Regions from separate parts of the Hordeum vulgare genome. Here region 1 is linked to region 2. A link is a contact called in public Hi-C data. All regions are on one chromosome and are shown on one strand. The core of a region is the stretch at or near the end of the contact, and the rest is flanking DNA. Distances in the headings are between cores, read along the strand shown. Region 1 holds the start of LOC123396314 (protein NETWORKED 1D-like). Region 2 holds the start of LOC123396036 (protein tesmin/TSO1-like CXC 5).

What was found. A called contact is a pair of places that touch in the nucleus more often than the background predicts.
Region 1: a contact with region 2 is called in a Hi-C map of leaf, with 5 times the contacts expected there. The contact joins the promoter of LOC123396314 here to the promoter of LOC123396036 in region 2. A contact is called at or near these places in 2 of 6 Hi-C or Micro-C datasets (leaf and seedling) and 1 of 1 datasets of contacts at active chromatin or transcription factors (embryo).

The regions. Positions count from the first base shown.
Region 1 is chr5H:36,657,127-36,660,002 of MorexV3_pseudomolecules_assembly, reverse strand. LOC123396314 (protein NETWORKED 1D-like) reads right to left here and starts at 1,621. Exons shown (of 6, transcript XM_045091279.1): 1 at 1,357-1,621.
Region 2 is chr5H:36,483,526-36,486,225 of MorexV3_pseudomolecules_assembly, reverse strand. It overlaps LOC123396036 (protein tesmin/TSO1-like CXC 5), which reads right to left and starts at 1,347. Exons shown (of 6, transcript XM_045091067.1): 1 at 1,028-1,347; 2 at 820-885; 3 at 1-89. The coding sequence starts at 1,287.

The DNA.
Region 1 (2,876 bases), core at 372-2,871, 170 kb before region 2:
GCAGTATCACACAACGGTCAAAAATTATGACCGGGTAAACGGGAAGGCAGTAAATTGTTTCCAAAAAATCAGCATCTTTCTGAAACGGCCCAGCTGTTTGTTAGGAGTATCTTTACGTAAGTTAGAGGGAAACGCCATTAAGGCCATTAATGGATTTTGGTTTGAGATGAAGCAATGACAAAATCAGAGGCGTCAGCTAACAGCTGGAACACCGGAATCTGCCGAGGATTTCTCCAAGCTCAGAAAACGTGCCAAGATTGCCGCCGCAAGTCGTCGGGTTCAGTGGGGGAATAGACGCGAATTTCATGGATTCCAGTAGCTTGTTGATGATCCAAGCAATGCCATGCCAAGAGAAAAAGTTGAAGCGAAGGAAAGGGGGCATGGATTTACCAGAACACTGCTACTGCAAGACAAGGTAGGAAGAAGTGAAGCAAGGTTGGAAAAACAAACACTCCAGGAAGAAGAAGAAGCAGATGCCTGACCTCAAGAAACAAGAATGGCTAAAATCCCACTTGACACACCAAAATCACAAGAACAAAAAATCCTTCAAGATGGAGGCTACTAATCCCACCAACACAAATGAATGCAGGATGGTACTAGATGGAAGGAGAAGGAGGGCGGTGACAAGAGAAGCCACCCAACCAACACAAACACGGGAGGATATCACTCACCAACTAACCTAGGCCTCGAATCACCAACAACAGAAAGGAGAGACGCAGCGAGAAACCCACCCACCCACCCGGCCGCGAAGAGGGGGAAACTGGCCGTCGACAGCAGTGATAGGCATCACAAGCGAGCGAGCGGCATGAAAAGGGGACGAACGAACCCGGAATCACAGGGAACCAGCGGCGCCATCAAATCAAAGGGCAATCCAAAGAAAGAAGAAGAAGAAGAAGAAGAAGAAGAAAATCTGGAGATATTTCCAGATGGGACGGGGTCCAGGAAATTACCGCATTTCCTAAAGAGGAGGCAGAGAGCGAGATCCCCGCGTCACATCCATCCATCCACCCCGAAGAAGAAGAAGAAGAAGAAGAAGAGAGGAGAAGAAGCCCACCGTCACCACACCGGGAGAAAAAGGCGCCCTGTAGCAGCCAACCCGAAGTGAAACCACAGCTTTTTTGGCAGGAAAAGATGGGCAGTCGCCCGGCGTGCTCTGGAACGGGGGTTATACGGGAAGGCATCGCCGTCATGGCACGGCACGAGGAACAGCACAAGCAGATTTCCGGCCGAGGAACGGAACGGCCCGGCTAAAAATAGCCGGAAGCGCCCCCACGGAATCCACGAGAAACCTACGTTTCTCCGGCACAACCTCCACATTGCCGCCTGAGATTGCGCGGCGCCCAAATCGAGACGTACCTCGAGCAGCAGCAGGAGAGGATCTTGGGGGCCTCAGCGCCGCCGCCGCCGCAGCCGCGAGCCGTTCAGGGTTGCGGAGATCCAGCTGCTGGAACCCGTCCACCCTAGCCTAGGCCGCCGCCATCATCATCATCCTACACGTGAACCCACCCCGTACGCGCCCGAGGAAGGAGGGGAGGGGGAGTGAGAGGAGAAGAGAGTGTGTGTGTGTGTGTGACGGGCAGGAGTGAATGCAATCATGGAGGAGCAGAGCAGAGGGAAGCGGCGGTACTAGTGTGGGTGTGGGGAGGAGGAGGAAAGGGTCCGGGCGGCGTGATGGGTAGTACTATTATTAATTGTTTGCTTATAATATTATTGGTGAATATTAAAGGGTAAGGACAAAGATTAAGGCCGATTAGCGGTACGATCTTGTGGGACGGTATATTTTGATGCTATGCTACTCCGGAACAGGGTGTCAGGGGGAACAGTGCCTGGGTGTGCTTCTCCGCCAGGCTTGCTTGTTTACTTTTCCTACTAATTGTTTTTACTATTACTTTTACTGTCTTTTTCTAGTGGAAAAGTCAAGGGCAGAGGTTAGCACCCACCGGCGCATCAGTCAAAGAAGATCGGCAGTGTGGAGCTACTTACTGTACTTTGTTACCGTTGTGGTTGATCCGCGTGAACGTTGCCGGCGTCCGTGGCGGACGAGGACTACTGAACGTTGGCAGTAAAAAAAAAGATAATATCAGTTCGTTTTCATTTTCGTTTTCATTTCACCCCGGATGTGGATCTTCCGTCAGGGGAGTAGCAGTACAATTTTTTTTACTGGTCCTTGGCAGTTCACAAGGGAGGAGAGAACGGTAGGTGGGTAAAGGCGGCTTGATGATCGATCGATCGGTCGGTCGGTCGTACTGTGCTGTACGCGTTTCATTTATCTTTATCCATGCGTACCATGGTCTGGTTTTCTCGGCCGATCATTAATTTATTTTCTCCTTAAAGCACGATCGTGTGATCTGATTATGAGCCCTGTTTGGTCCAGGGAACAGCTTAATGCACACATCATTTATGTGGGGATTTGAATTCGATACTCGTATTTCAGATTTCACAAATAAGAAGAGGGAAAACACCGGTCCAACCCCGGTCCGACAGCTTATTTCTGTTTTTTTTTTAATTTTTTATCTAGTCGCGTATTCTGACACATGGAAGGCAACCCTATTTCTATACTATAATATAGTGTATGAGTTTTGAATAGGAGCTGACCATCAATCCTAACCATTTATATCCTAAATCCAACGGCTGAAAATAGTGGGATTCGTGGTGAACAATGCATGGTTGCTGCATCCACTATGTTCTAGAATAAACGCCTAATCCTTCTCAAGAGGTGTGGGCCATACTGATTTCTTTTGGGCTAGACATGTTGTAACTTGAGGTTAGCAACGAATTGAGCCCAAAAATTTTGGTTTTATGGGAGAAACATAAAGTAAAATTAAATTTTATTTTAAAAATCTTATCTTTTTGAACATTTTTGCGGGATTATTTTT
Region 2 (2,700 bases), core at 98-2,597:
GTTGAACACCATGAATGGGCTTGTTATAACACGGGTCACAGCCACATAATTCAGAACAATGTGACCCAGAAGCAAAACACACACAATAACTGCCACAGCATAAAGCAATTGGTCAGTACAACAAGAAGCAACTTGAATTTAGCAGTAACAAATCATAAATCATGTTGTGCGCATGCATTAGCGTGGTTAGGTGTATGTTTGTGTGTGCAGGGTGGGTGCATCAGTGCGTGCAAAAATCAGCATTCCCCATCTTTTCCATGCATCACCACCCCCTGCCTGAAACTCGGTTCCCTCCATGGCAAGAGTGCTGTGAAGCAATACATGGCACTAACACGCATGCTATGTACAGCTAGACCAGAATCCCAGCCAATCTACTAATCTTAATTGTGCTTCAAGTGTGTGGCATTGTATCAGTAACTAGTAAGTACAGGTGAACGTAAAATTGAAACAACAACTCAACCTGTGTGGATAAAGTCGTGTTTTTTTAAGCTGTACGCATGTTCAGATAGAGCTGGTAAACATGGCTCAAATAGAGTGTCAAAATCTCTAGGGGTCTCGATTGGCTACATTGGGCGCCTTATCCATCAAACATCTGAAATGCGAATCTAGAGTTGCTAAAAAAAAGCACCGGACTCATTGCAGATGTCGAACTGAACTAGTGCCGGATCAAAATGCCAATTGCATCCTAAACAATTAGGGATGTACTGAGAACGCAAGCTCGATATATCACCCCCCTCGCTGAATTCTGGCGTTCTACGACGGGACACTTGCAGCATTCGGCATTACTAGCGAGAACAGTGGAAGAATCGCGCAACTTACAGCTTCAGACACCTGGACTTCTTGCAGCTGCACGTCCTGCACCCTTCGCCGTCCTCCGCTTTCCTCCTGACCAAACAAAGGAGAGAGAATGGAAGGCTGGTGAGAGGGAATCCCAGAGGAAATACCTAGCACGCAACGAACCAAAAGAGGAAATCGGAGGCAAAACCCAAATTTTGCCGAAAAGGGTAAAAAAAGGGAGGGTACCGACTTCTTCCTCCTGTCGGAGCTCCCGTTCGCCTCGGCCGGCGGCGACACTGCCGTCCACACCGCGGCGGGCGCGGGAGCGGAGACGAGCGCCATGGCTTCGGTAGCAGGGGGCGCCGGAGCCGGGGCGGGAGGCGGGGGAGGGACGGGGACGGGGACGGGGGCGGGGGCGGGGGCGGGGTCGTCTGGGGGGGCCTCGGATCCGGGGGGCTCGAGCGGCGGGGGAGGCCTCGGGGGCTCCTCTGGATCCCCCGCGGCCGCCATCGGGTAGGGCGACGGCGGCCGCCCGATCGGCGGAGGCGGCGGTGGATTCGCCGTGGTGGCGAGTCGGGCGGGGGAGAGGGAGGGGGAGAGAGGTGGAGGAGTGAACGAGGCGGAGTGGGATTGGAGAGGAAGGCGCAGGGGGAGGTGGATCGGACGGCGCGTGGAGGGCTTTAGGATTCGGGACGGCCCGCTGGAGGGTCCAGATCGGTGGGTCCTCTTTTGATCCCGATTCACTCCTGATTTTCTACGGCGGCGGATGTACGAAGGCCGTGACCCTGAGTGGTCTTGTTTTTTTTTTTTTGAGCTGTTTTCATTCTTGTTTTCTTTTCTTACAAACAGGCATGAGTGATCTTCATTGCCCCAGTTCTGAATTATTCTGTGTTATTTTGTGAAATTAGCTGGCAATTGTACAAAATACTCCCTTCGGTTATTAGTATAAAATGTTCTACTCCCCTGATCCATATTAATTGTCATTGATTTACCATATTAATTATCATTGATTTACTACCGTTAGACTAAATCAAGAACAATTAATATGGATCAGACATAGTAGCAACTTCCTTCATAAATTGATTGTATGTAGACGTGTTTTAGTGTATTTGTTTCATTATTTTTATTTTGTATGTTGTCTATATTAAAATATCTAAAACATGTCTAGTAGTGAACGGAGGGGTATTAGTTAATCAGTGTTTTTATGTTTCGAGTGTTCGCGCATGTACTACTCTTATAAACTCGAAACAAAACTGCTAAGTGCAAGCGTGAAACAAAAACGAAGAAAAAATTTGAAGACTTTCGTGAGCATTGTGTAATTTATACTTTCAAAACATCTACTGTACTAGTGTAAGCATTTTAGTTTTGCAAAGACTAATGCACATATAGATCCCCGCAAGGCCACAACAACTACTTTCAAGCCGATGGGGCGCCTCAGGTAACGCCCTATTGATGTATGTCTTGGATCTCATTGATGATCATGTTAAACGATGGGGTATCTAGGTTGCGAGAAAAAAAATCTTGTACCTCACACAGTTGCTATGCTTAAGATCCCGCTTCGGTCTATGGCTTGGAGAAGATAACTTGGTTTGGGTTCTAGAAAGATCAGGGGGTATTCTGTTAAAACAACCTATTGTGCTCTCATGACTCGGAATGGGCAATGTGCTTCAGAGGAAGGGGCGGTAGCATGAACTTCATTATTAGAGTCTCGACTTTGGTTTGCTCTTTGGAAGCTCAAAGTTCTCTCGAAAGTTGAGGTTTTCTCGTGGAGAGTACTAAGGTTATCCCTGATCATGCCACTTAGAAATACCGTCGTATCAAGTGCATCGCAAAGATGTGATCTTTGTGAAGCAATGGATGAAGATTTGATGCAGGTCCTTGTGTCTTGTTCCCATGCAAAAAAAACTATTGGGTTGTGGCTAG